2 separate regions of the Sus scrofa genome follow, and region 2 is linked to region 1. Evidence: chromatin contacts called from public Hi-C data. All regions are on one chromosome and are shown on one strand. Each heading gives the region's core, a stretch centred on a gene start, on an enhancer-like site or on the middle of the called end of the contact. The rest is flanking DNA. Distances are from core to core; before and after follow the strand shown.

Evidence for each region. Hi-C and Micro-C count contacts between places; a contact is called where the count stands out from the background.
Region 2: a Hi-C map of embryonic fibroblasts shows a contact between it and region 1, with 4 times the contacts expected there. The contact joins two enhancer-like sites. A contact is called at or near these places in 2 of 47 Hi-C or Micro-C datasets (embryonic fibroblasts and mesenchymal stem cells).

Annotation. Positions count from the first base shown.
Region 1 is chr6:29,951,714-29,958,725 of Sscrofa11.1, reverse strand. SLC6A2 (sodium-dependent noradrenaline transporter) reads left to right here. Exons shown (of 15, transcript XM_013994585.2): 5 at 55-193. All of the region lies in intron 1 of LOC106509429 (a long non-coding RNA gene), which reads right to left. Among named protein-coding and RNA genes, the nearest start is that of SLC6A2, 26 kb to the left of the region's middle. Within about 2 kb of position 3,680, at least 20 of the 83 cell types and tissues checked have an H3K27ac peak or open chromatin away from gene starts, as enhancers often do. A contact at or near this core is called in embryonic fibroblasts, where this site is marked.
Region 2 is chr6:30,034,008-30,040,170 of Sscrofa11.1, reverse strand. It overlaps LPCAT2 (lysophosphatidylcholine acyltransferase 2), which reads left to right. Exons shown (of 12, transcript XM_005653254.3): 6 at 1,311-1,365. Among named protein-coding and RNA genes, the nearest start is that of LPCAT2, 20 kb to the left of the region's middle. Within about 2 kb of position 3,265, at least 3 of the 83 cell types and tissues checked have an H3K27ac peak or open chromatin away from gene starts, as enhancers often do. A contact at or near this core is called in embryonic fibroblasts, where this site is marked.

The DNA of each region.
Region 1 (7,012 bases), core at 2,431-4,930:
TCATCTTCTCTGACGACACCGTCTTCCCTGGTCCTCTCCTTCTCCTCCGGGCAGGCGTGGCGTCCTGCACCTTCATGAGAGCAGTGGGATCCAGGACATCGGCCTGCCCCAGTGGCAGCTTTTACTCTGTCTGATTGTCGTTGTCGTCATCCTGTTTTTTAGCCTCTGGAAAGGAGTGAAGACATCAGGAAAGGTAATATCTTGTTTCTCATTCAGTTGGGAGGTTGGCCTCAAAAAAAAGTGTTTTTTTTTTTTTGGTTTTTTTTTTTTTTTCAAGCTACAAGCAGGTAATTGGTGAAAAGCAAAGGTGGGGCTAGAGAATCAGCCTGGGTTTGCAGCCCAGCTTGTCACCAGCTTTCTGGAGGCCTTGGAAAGATCCCTTCCCTCTCCTAAACCCTGAGCTCCCTGACAGTAAGGTGAGGGGGTGCCAGTGGATAGGGACTCTTCACACTTAACCACCGAAGCTTCCCCAGCAGCAGAGATCGGGGAATGGGCTTTTTCTCAGGGGAAAAAAGACCACAGCAGCCCATTGACCTGTGTTTGATAAACCTTAAATTCTGGCCTAAAATTTTATGCAAATGTTGCATCCTTCTCTGAAATATAACCATTTTCTTCACTATTAATCAATCATTCCCATCTCTGATATTAAGTAAAAGAGAATGCTCCAGAGGATACTAGATGAGTCCTAGGGCATCCTCAACACAGTGCTGAGTGCCTGCAAGGGTTTAGGGCTCCTGGAGAGAGGGCCACAGGGTTAGATGGCCCAGGAGAGCCTACCAAAGTTGGCATTCTGACCTAGGTGTCACTGCCTCATGGGAGAGTTCACTCAGGTCATGGCCCACGTTGGTTCTGAGCCTGAGGAACATCATCAGAACAACTCCATTTGGACCCTAAGGGTCCATGTTCCTGAGGAACATCATCAGAACAACTCCATTTGGACCCTAAGGGTCCATGTGGAGGGTGACTGTTAAAGAGGCTGTAGCTGGGAGATATGCTGTCTGGTGTTTTGGTTAGCTATTGCTGTGTAACAAAATACCTCAAGATGTAGTGATGTAAAGTAACAGCCATTTTATCTCTCATGATTCTGTGGGTTAACTGGTATTAGCAAGGTGGTTCTTCTGCTCTATGTGATATTTCTTGGGCTACATGTCTGGGGGGTTTGACTGGGCTAGAACCTCCAAGATGGCATGCAGTCATGGATGACAGTTGGTACTAGCTGGGAGCTCAACTGGAGCTGTCAACCAGAGCATCTTGGGTTGTTTCCACATAGATGTGGCTTGGGCTTCTCCCAGTTGGTGGCTGCGTTCCAAGAGCATGTTCTAAGCAGACAAGCCCCAAAGTGCAAGGAGCTCTTCCAGTCTCTGATTGCTTCATGCTTGCTCTTGTCCCAGGGGCCGAAATAAGTCTTGCGGTAAAGCCTAGAGTCAGCGTGGAACACACAGTGTGTGTGTGTTTGTTGGGGTTACAAGGCAACAATTTACCATGATCAGATAGGCATGGATTTGTGAGAAGCTTCATTAGGCAATTGATCTGGGAAAGTGGGGGTGCATCAGGGTTCTCTCTGCTTCTCCTCGAGTCTTGGTTATAGCCAGGATAATGTCAGGGGACCAGCAGCCAGTGGGGATGAACTCTGTCCAGAAGAGCTTGAAGTAGAACTTCTTCTCAGCATTTGAGAGACACAGTGTCTGCCACAAGGAAGAACCCCAATAAAATGCAGAACAGGGTTTGGAGGAATTCTAAGATGGAGCAATATCAGGTTAGGACTACAACCTCCCAACACCTGACACACAGTAGGTCTTTAGTAAATATTTATTGAAGGTCTAATGAGGAAAGAAAGGAAGGTAGGAAGAAAGGCTGAAGGGTAGGTGGGTAAATAATTTGGGGAACTTTACTATGTGTCCTTTTGAAGTCACTTCAACTTATTAAAACATTTATGGACACTTACTATGTGCCAGGCTAGATGCTAGTCCTAGTGATGCAAGAATAAATAAGCCAGATTCAACTGCTTAGAGTCGACCTGTGTTACAGCCAGGCATAGGTCAATGTCATTAGTTTCTTGAGTCTCCATCCAGAGACACATGTGGGTGCCCCTTAAATAACCACTAATGACCACAAACCATATGCACTATTACAGACCTTGCTTTTTTCTTTCTTTCTCTCCCTCTTTCTTTCCTTCTTTCTTTCTTTCCTTCTTTTCTTTCTTCCTTTCTTTCTTTCTTTTCTCTCTTTCTTTCTCTCTTTCTTTCTTTCTTTCTTTCTTTCTTTCTTTCTTTCTTTCTTTCTTTCTTTCTTTCTTTCCTTCTTTCTTTCCTTCTTTCTCTTGCTTTTTAGGGCCACACCTATAGCATATGGAAGTTCCCTGGGCTAGGGGCTGAATCGGAGCTGTAGCTTCCAGCCTACACCACAACCACAGAAATGCAGGACCCGAGCCTTGTCTGAGACCTACACCACAGCTCACGGCAACACATCCTTAACCTACTGAGCGAGGCCAGGGATCAAACCCGCGTTCTCATGAATACTAGTCGGGTTCGTTATCACTGAGCCCCAATGGGAACTCCCTTGCTTTTTTTTTAAACTTAACTTTACCTTGAAGATAATTTTGCATCAGGTAGTCAGGTCTTACTTTCATTGAGATACAAACTATGGGTTTTTCAAATGTCATTAAATCAATTTAGTGGGTTACCATAATTTTTCTAAATGAAATAGAATAGATAATAACAGAGTGCATTGCCCACAGTAAAGTAAGAGCTGTCTTATGGAATTTATGTTTCAGTTATAACAATCCATGTGTCTCGACATATAAGGTTTTTCTTACCATGAGTTATCATGGTCCAAAAAAGCATAAGATGCTGCATTGAAGAAGGAAGCTCTTCACATGGAGAGAGTCTGCAAAGACCATGGTGAAGGTGGCATTTGGGCCGGGTCGCTAAGGACAGGGATGGGTAGAGATGGGGCAGAGGGAATGGATTTCCAGTGGAAGGAGCTGCAAGCAAAGCCACAGAGGAGTAGAAGCCTTAGGCTAGCCCTGCCCAGCCTCTCTGCATTTCTCCTGGGTATCAGGAGTAGAGATCTCCTGGCCTCTGCAGGCAGCAGAGCTGCAGAAGGCATAGGAGCTTTACTCCCCCTGCTGGCCTGGAGAAGGGGCCACAGGGCTTCTAATATTGCACCCCAGGATTAAGTTTCCGATAGATAGCCATTGCCAAAGGGGAACAGCCTGCTCCACCTCGCTTAGCACTTGGCTGGAGCAGCGTGTGAGTCATCTGTGAGGGGACTGAGGTTAAAGAGAAGCGCAAAGCTGAGCATGCTCTGTTCCTTTGAGCAAAGGAATCTTCGGAGAAGAACACACCCCTCCCCTGAGGAGTGTGATGGGGGCGGGCGGAGTGTTAACCCTGGGAAGCCCTGCAGATGGAAAGAAGTCAATCCAGGTGCCAGCCCACATTTTGCCCAAGTCCTCCAGGGTTTTGGCTGCTGAGCAGGCAAGGACCCTGCAGTCCATGGAGCGGGTCTTTCTAGAATAGGGAGCTTCACTCAGGACATTGCTGTGCCCTGCCTCTAATTGTCTTTATATACTGGCTCATAAAAAAACCAAGAACATTGCTTATGTCTTCCCAGACTACATCTGGAACAGGGCCCTAAGCTTTTCTTAACAGGCTTCCACAGCCACAGATCCTCCCTGAAATGAGTTGCAAATGTTCACACTTCCTGTCTGAGCCAGTGAAGGCTCTGTGCCTGGGAAGACTCCTGACTCCTCAGCTGGCAGCCAGGATGGTGGGGGGTGGGGTACAGTCCGAATCAAGGAAAGGAGTTACCAAAGACCACGTGCTCTGAGACCTTGGCCCGATGACCATGTCAGGGTAGAGGGCAGAGCTCTGCGTCAGATGGCAGTCAGCCTCCTGGGGAGCTGGGCGAGTGTGCTTGCGGCCCTGGAGTCCCGCCTGCTTCCCCCATCACAGGAGCTCTTGGCTGAACTGGCACTCAGCCTCTATAGCCCACAACGCAGTGCCTAGATGTTTTACTGGAAGGTACTCCAGGCCATCTAGTCCAACTGCCTGTACAAATGAGGAAGCTGAGGCCAAGAGAGGGACAGGGTTTCACAGCAGTTTGGCATGGCAAGGACTTGAACCTGGGTCTCAAATACACAGTAGCGTGAGTGACTAAGAACGTGGGGCTTTGGAGAGTTCCCATCATGGCTCAGTGGTAACGAACCAGGCTAGTGTCCATGAGGACTTGGTTTGATCCCTGGCCCCTCTCAGTGGGTTAAGGATCTGGCACTGCTGTGAGCTGTGGTGCAGGTTGCAGATGTGGCTGGGATCTGGCGTTTCTATGCCTGTAGCGTAGGCAGGCGGCTGTAGCTCCAATTTGACCCGTAGCCTGGGAACTTCCATATGCAGAGGGTGCCGCCCTAAAAAGACAAACAAACAAACAAACAAAAAAACCCAAAAACAAAAACAAAGAAAACCCATGTTGCTTTGTGGTCAGAACACAGAATGAGGTCTAGGGAACTCATTCCCCGCTGGGTGACCTCAGGGTGAATGACGGTCCCTAAGCTTCAGTGTCCTCACCTGAAAGTGAGGTCAGTTAATGACCCCACCAGCCTCCAGGGCAGTTGGGGGGATGGGGCAGTGCAGGGCTAATTCTGTCTGAAATGAAAATTGCTCAATCAGGGATCATAGTCTGTCACCTCCCCTTGCATCAGCACCGCTTCTGGGCTTTGCCCCCACCCTGGTGATTTTCAAACTCCCCTGACTTCTGGTGGGGCTGGGAGGAGGGTTAGGCCCAGGCTCCCATCTGCTCTGTCTACATAGTGGGCTAAACTCTCAGAAACCTCGGACTCCCCTGTGCCTAGAGAGAAATCAAGATGACAGCACTGGCCAGGGTCAGCACCGCTCTGTCCAGTTCCCTGCCAGGCTGTGGGCTGTTTGGAAGATGAAACAAGATAAGAACACTTCTTAAAATATGGCAAAGGTGGTGGGGATGGGGAGAGAGAAAATCGGGGCAATTTAAAGAAAACTTGAGTTCAAGAATCTTTATCTAGAAAGGTCAGAGTGTTACTTTTGAGTTATAATTCCAGCCAAATATTCCCCACTCATCCAGGCTGGTCCTGGCTTGTGTTAGTGAGTCGACTGAGCCCAGGTATAAAGAACAGCATCATTTGCAAACGAACAATGAAGGCACTGAAATATTTAGAGCTCTGTCTTTTCTTTTCTTTTTTTTGTCTTTTTGCCATTTCTTGGGCTGCTCCCGAGGCATATGGAGGTTCCCAGGCTAGGGGTCGAATTGGAGCTGTAGCCACCAGCCTACACCAGAGCCACAGCAATTTGGGATCCAAGCTGCCTCTGCGACCCACACCACAGCTCACAGCAACGCTGGATCATTAACCCACTGAGCAAGGGCAGGGATTGAACCCGCAACCTCATGGTTCCTAGTCGGATTCGTTAACCACGGCGCCACGATGGGAACGCCTGTCTTTTCTTAAGTAACATCAGTGCATATCTCTCACCCCCATAAATCTTAGTGTGTCTTCATTATCAGGGCAAATGTTCCTAAAACTCAGTTCAGAAGATCGCAAATTCTAAATCATTAGAAGGTAAATTACAACAGATTTGCAGTGATAAACTTTGAGTATTCATTATCTCTGTGTTAGATCGACTTTAGAGCAGTGATTCTCAACCTTTAATGCACATAAGAATCACATAGAGGGATTGCTAAAACTCAGATTCCTGGGTCCTTCTTCAGGACCCTGATTCCATGGAGGTGGAGTGAGAATTGGCAGGGCTTTTTGGTTGTTGTTGTTTGTTAGTTTGTTTGTTTTGCTTTTTAGGGCTGCACCTGCAGTATATGGAAGTTCCTAAGCTAGAAGTTGAATTGGAACAAGAGCTGCCCCCCTATGCCACAGCCACTGCAATACCAGATCCTCAACCTACTGAGTGAGGCCAGGGATCGAACCCACATCCTCATGGTTACTAGTTGAGTTTGTTACCGCTGAGCCACAGTAGGAACTCAAGATTTTGCGTTTCTAACACCAGCTCTTAGGTGATGCTTATGCTGCTGGTTCATGGCCAGTCCTTTGCCTACTGCCTGGATTCCTAGGAAGATTTGCATACCTTCAGTGACTGGGCCCTCACCACCTCCATGGGAAGCTCATTCAGTCTTTAGAGAGCTCTATTCACGAGAAAGATCTTCCTTTCAGGGAGCCACAATCTTCCTCATTGTGATTATCAGCCATTGGTTTGAATTTGACACCCTCAAACCCCACACACTCTGATCCTTTTCCATAGAAACACAATGTGGATGAGAAGCTACATTTGAGGTGCTAGAAAAAAGTAGCCTACCTTGGGGATTGGGGACACACATGCTAAAACAATGGGCTGCTCATTGCTCTTTTCATTTGATGCTCAAAGATGGATGAAGTCTGGTTTCTCATGGCCAGGGATGCACTGCAAGTTGAAATTTTGATAGCAGAGAAGCCTGGGGAAGAGCTGACAGAGCCCAAGTGTTCCTTCTCTCTGCCCTGTGTGGACACTGGGCCCACGTTAGCCTAAGCCAGCTGTTGGCCAAGGACCCAGGAACCTCCCTTTTTACGCAAGACTTTAGGCAGCTGAGTTCATTTCTGCCATCAGTTCTGAGAAACTTCGATGAGACTCAGATGCTGCAGGTTTGAACACATGTGCATGGACAAAACAAGCTCCCCTTTCTTGATGCTTGACTGTAGGTCAAGGCCAGCTGAGTCATGCCCTAATGTGTTCCTTGGGGAAATAGAATTCATGTTGGAGCCCCAGACTCAGCTAATGAAGGCTGCCTGCAGATTCCTTGGTGTCAGACCTGAAGATACTGTTTTTGACAGGTGGAGTGTGGTTGCATCTGTTGACATGTGTTGTAGGGCAACACAGCAGTCAGGACCTGACTCAGGGCTATGTGAGAGCTCCTCCTTGTGCCTGTCACAAAGGAGTTAGATCCGTTTGTCACAATTTAGGAGAATAAGGTCAGGATTATGAGGCCACCCAGATACAAT
Region 2 (6,163 bases), core at 2,016-4,515, 82 kb before region 1:
CACAACGTTGCAGCTGTGGCACAGGTCACGACTGCAACGTGGGTTCAGTCCCTGGCCTGGGAACTTCCACGTGCCTTGGGTACAGCCAAAAACAAAGTGCCTAAAAGCACTTATTTATAACATATCATATTTCCTGAGGTGTGCCATCCTTGGGGCCTTTACAAGTTAAGCCCTCCTCGAGTAGTGACTTGGGGTTCACTGTGACTTTTTTTTGGTTTTGCAGCGGGCCAGGTGGATATGAAGGTCAAGTAGGAGGCATTTCTGGACGGGAGATCAGGGTAAATAGAATGGTTGAGTTAATCTAGGTTTCTAGGCCAGGGATCGAACCTGAGCCATTGTTGTAATCAGAGCCCCAGCAGTGACAACCCACTGAGCCACAATGGAACTCCATAAAATTTCTGCTTTTAAGAAAAGGCCCTCTGATTTTTTTTTAATTTTTAAAAAATTTATTTACTTATTTTTTAATTTTATGGCCAAACCCACAGCACATGGAAGTTCCCAGGCCAGGGACTGAATCCAAGCCACAGCTGCAACCTATGCCTGAAGCAACACCAGACCCTTTATCCCACTGTGCCAGGCCAGGGATCAAACCCACACCTCTGCAATGACCCAAGCCACTGCAGTCAAGTTCCTAACCCACTGCACCACAGCAGGAACTCTGATTTTTTTTTTTTTTTTAATATTAGAAAAGAAGTTAGTAATGTAATGTTCTACTTGGGAGCTTTTCTATAAACATATCGATGTACCTTAAGATGTGGAGTTCCTGTTGCTGCTCAGTGGGTTGCAAACCCACTAGTATCCATGAGGATGCCAGTTTGATCCCTGGCCTTGCATTGCATTGCAGTGAGCTGTGGTGTAGGTTGCAGAAGAGGCTCAGATCCCATGTTGCTGTGGCTGTGGCATACGCTGGCATCTGTAGCTCCAATTTGAGCCCTGGGCTGGGAGCTTCCATACGCCGAGGGTGCAGCCCTAAAAAAAAAAAAAAAAAAAAAAAAAAAAAAGTGAGTACTTTCTCTAGGGACAAAAGGCTGAGTTGTCCAGGAGACTTCAAATTTGGGGTTTTGCCTGCCGAGCTGCAGCTCTGACTCACACATACATACGTGGTATTGCGGTCGGCAATTTAACTTTTGAATGTCTAGAATAGTTCTCTAAGCCCAAGAAGCGTTATAGCTGCTGGGTGGCATTTATAAATGCAAAATACATACGAAATGTGACCCAGGGTTGCTTGTGTGTAAAGAAAGGATTGTTGAGTAATGTTAAGTGGTACTAGTCTTACCCCATAAAGCCAGCCTTCTCTTTTTTCTCTTCAGCATTCAGCTTTGTGTGCTGACTTGGTGCCAGCCTTTCACAAAGGTGGAAGTTGAGGTAAGTAGTTCAAAATATAGCCTGGGAACCTAAGAGCTGACCTTTCCTTTCATGGTGAACTTTCAGTCTAGAGAGCCCAGACGTGGGAAAGTTGGGAGCGAAGCCGGCCACCTTGAAAATAAGCCCCACTCCTTTGCAAATTGTGTATTTAAACCCAGTGTGTCCGAGCAAGCCCTTAGAATTGTGTTAGGAAACACGCATTACCTCCCTTCCGAGACTTTCCAACCTGTCACCACCCTGGCCGGCCAGATTTGCATCACCTGTTCTTATCCTTTTTTTTCCCTTTAAATGCTGACGCTGCCAAGTGCCAGCACATCCTGACTTACAGAGCTCCCGCCGCTGGTGGAGCCCCCAGCTTCTTGCAGTCTGTTCTGTGAAAGCTGAGGGGGGCTGCCCTGGGTTGTGGAAGAGGCACAGGGTCAGAAACCCTCACCTTTGGAAGAGTCCGAACATGGAAAGCTGAGGAATCCATATCCTAAGAACCCAGGAGGCAACTCCTAGCGTTGATCATGAAACAAGATTTTCCGTTTGAGTTACAGTGGCAGGCGGAGGGAGCGGGGGAGTCTTTAGAAATGTTCTGAAAATTCTGCCCAGATGTAAGACTCCAAAGGCTGAGTATTCTGCTTAGTTCTAAGAATGACATGGAATAATGGACCCCTGCATTCAGAGCCTCGCTGGCTTCGGTGATAGACCCGCGGGTAGCCTCTGAAGAGAGAGGGTCAGAATAGTGGTTCTCCAGACTCTTGCCTGGATTTTCCAATGGCTTCCATGGGTTTGGTCATGAAAATCTTAAGTTTGCATATGTATGCAAATCCTGAGTCAGGGCCAGGGCTCCAAGTGACAGGACTGACGAATCCTGTTTTACTTATTCGATGGCTTGGTTGTTCAGCCATTTAGACATTGTCAGCAATACCAAATGATGTAGGAGGGGAAATTGTATTTCAAAATAAGTTTAACTTCAGTGAATTTTTTCTTAAAACTTGCAGGTTGTCTGCCTGCCTTGAAAATTCCTGTTTGTTAATTATATGCCCTACTTCCCTACTTTTAAAACCAGCTCAGTCTCTCTCAGTGTGACCTGAAAACACTAAATCTTGGAACATACTTAAGTGTTTCTAAAGAAAAAAGACTAATCTGTATCCTAATAAGTTTAGGAAGTACCAGGGTGAACAAAACGATCAGATTTCTTTTCTCAAGGCTTCTCTGTGCCTTTGAAATGTTTGAGCACTGAACCCCTTTTTCTCTAGATACCTCCTAGAACCAGTGTTCCATAGACTATGTTTTGGGGAACTCTGTTGGAAAGAAATATCTTATTATTTCTAAGTACTCTGACTGAGCACTGCTCTCCCTTCTTTTTTTTCTTCTTTTAAGGCCATACCTGCGGCATATGGAAGTTCCCAGGCTAGGGGTCGAATTGGAGCTGTAGCTGCCAGCCACAGCCACAGCAACGCCAGATCCAAGCCGCATCTGCAACCTACACCACAACTCATGGCCATGCCAGATCCCTGACCCACCAATCGAGGTTAGGGATCGAACGTGCATCTTCATGGATCCTAGTCGGGTTCATTAACCACTGAGCCACAAAGAGAACTCCTGCTCTTCCTTCTTGAATAGCTGCTCATATAGCTAGCTCTGTTTTCTTTCTCTAAACAAACAAAAGAACAAGAAAATCCACACTGAAAACAGCCGTACTATCTCCTCTGCAAATTCAGAAGATATTATTTATGCATATATGCTGTTCCTTCCTCTAAATTTCCCTCTTCAGCTAAGACAAGATCTGGCAAAAGATGTAGAAATGCAGTAGAACTGTACATTTTTTTGTCTAGCACACGTGTCCGTGGTCAAACTGCGTTACAACAGAGGTATGCAAATGCCTCATGTTTTTGCCCTGACCACTGTTACCACATTTCCTTTCCCTGTCTTGGCTTGCTTTCTCTCTTTTCAGTTGCAATATCTGCATTCTCCAACCAGTTCTCAGACTGGTTTGGATATTTTCTGGCAAAGAAAAGAATATATCTTTAGTTTAATAACTTCACAAACAAAAATGGCTTTCAAAGCAGAGCCCACTTGCATCTCTCACAAGCATCCTCTCTCTTTCGTCTTTTTTTTTTTTTTTTTTTTTTTTTTTTTGGCTTTTTGCCATTTCTTGGACCGCTTCCATGGCTTATGGAGGTTCCCAGGCTAGGGGTCAAATCAGAGCTGTAGCCAAAGGGCCTACATCAGAGACACAGCAACGAAGGATCCGAGCCGCATCTGCAACCTGCACCACAGCCCACAGCACCACCAGATCCTTAACCCACGGAGCAAGGCCAGGGATCGAACCTGCAACCTCATGGTTCCTAGTCGGATTCGTTAACCACTGAGCCACGACGGGAACTCCCACAAGCATCCTCTCTTAATAACTCTATTTCTTGCCTATCACTTGGTCTCTCACCGAATTCCTTCTGCACGGAGGCATGAGAACCTGAACCTCCGTAAGTCCAGAGACCAGGTACTATTCCAGCCAATAACCTAGAAGACCCCACCAGGATCATGGCAAGATCTCCTGATTCCAGCTTCAATGATTAAGATTCCCCCAAAGAAGTGTTTGCCCCAATCCTGATCCTTATTTGGAACCCTGTTTTTCTCCTTTTAAACTATAAAACTCTCTGCAATTCTTCCCCAAAGAGGGGCACAGTCTTTAAGGCAATAAAAGCTATTTTTTTTTCTCCTTCACCCCCCCCCCAAAAAAGATGGGAATTTGTTCCTTGCCCATCACATCGACATTAAAGGAGTAGACTCAGCATTAGGATCACATATTTTGGCGCACCTGCACAGATTAGAAAAATAAAGGAAAACCTGCAAAACACACACAGAAAGTATTTTATATTTGGAGGCAGCAAGGTCACCTTGGGCCACCTTGGGACATCACGTGGGGATAATGAGAAGAGATAGACATGGAAAGGAAAACTCGTTGGCCCGGGGTCGCTGGGGTATTTAGAGGTCAGTAATAGATAATGGCAATCGTGTTCCTCTTTCTCTGGCTGATCTTCCTTCCCAAATACAAGATGTGTTTGTGCGGTGAGCCTTGAATGACTTGGTGCAAACTAGAAATGTGCTGCAGAGGGCAAGGTCCTATCCAAGGAGGGGTGACTTTTTATTAGAATTTCCACTGAATGGCTTCTCAGGAGGCATGGGGGCCTCCAAGACCCATAAGTGTCAAATCCAGGCTTTTAATTATTTCAATCTCTCAGTGGAATTTTTCTCCTCAAGAATAAAAGGCCATGCCAGTATGAGAGTTATTAAAAATCTTTTTATGGAAAATATTTCCTGTACTACAAAGAACCAAACCGCATAGTTCATTGTATTGTGTTTGGTTAACAGTGTAACGGCGATTTATTTTTAGGGTTTTCAGTATGTACTTTTATGACTCACGCATCAAGTGTACTTTAAGTGATCATTTGTTCTTTTTCTTTTTTTTTTTTTTTTGTTGTTGTTGTTGTTGCTATTTCTTGGGCCGCTCCCGTGGCATATGGAGATTCCCAGGCTAGGGGTTGAATCGGAGCTGTAGCCACCGGCCTACACCAGAGCCACAGCAACGCGGGATCCGAGCCACGTCTGCAACCTACACCACAGCTCACGGCAACGCCGGATCGTTAACCCACTGAGCAAGGGCAGGGACCGAACCCGCAACCTCATGGTTCCTAGTCGGATTCGTTAACCACTGCGCCACGACGGGAACTCCATTTGTTCTTTTTTTAATGAAGAATTATATGACAGTGTAAAACTTTAATTGATTGTATTATTTTGTTAGCGATTCTGTGAATATTGACTTTAACATACTGTTTCCTTCTTTGGGTTTCACCCTAAGCAACTGTTAAGAGATTTTACTACAAACCGATTGCAGGGAACTTTGAGAAATATTTATTTGCAAAGACTGTTGCTCTGGATATATAAGTGGCATGGGGACCTCTGGTGGCTGAGTTTATTTTTCCATCTTAAAGAATGACTAGATACTAAGTGAAAAGCTAGACTTAGAAGCCTGGTGGGAAAGGCGCCTAGAGATCACCTTTTTCATTTGTGGCCCTAAAAAGATAAATAAGTAAGTAAGTAAATAAATAAATAAATAAAATATGAGAAGGAAAATAACATATAGCACATTATCCTATGATTTCTGTCCATTTTATCCTAAAAATGCCACTTGGGTCTGTGCTGGCCTCTACATCTTCCCTCCCTCTGTTTCTTTTCTTTTCTTTTCTTGCTTTTTAGGGATGCACCTGTGGCATGTGGAAGTTCCCAGGCTAGGGGCTGAGTCAGAGCTACAGCTGCCGGCCTACACCACAGCTACAGCAACACGAAATCTGAGCCTCATCTTCTATGCACACAGCTCATGGCAACACCGGATCACTGACCCACTGAGCAAGGCCAGGGATCGAACCCGAATCCCCATGGATAACAGGCAGATTCATTTCCACTCTGCCAAAATGGGAACTTCCCCCACCTCTGTTACTGGTCATTCTGTTACTCACAGTGGATTCAGTAGCCTCCTGGCTTCTCCCTCAGAGCTTCTCTGAGCCTCTTCCTCTTTGGTTTCTCCACTCTCTCCCACTGAAGTGACTGCTCAAAAACTTGGGAGTTCCCTGGTGGCTCAGTGGGTTAAGGATCCAGCATTGCCACATCTGTGGCTCAGGTCATTGCTGGTCCCTGCTCAGGTCCTGGTCCAGAAACTTCCTCATGCCATTGGTGCAGCCAAAAAACCAAAGCCAAAACCAAAACAATAACAGAAAACAAAACAAACCAAAAAAAAAAAAAAAAAAACACA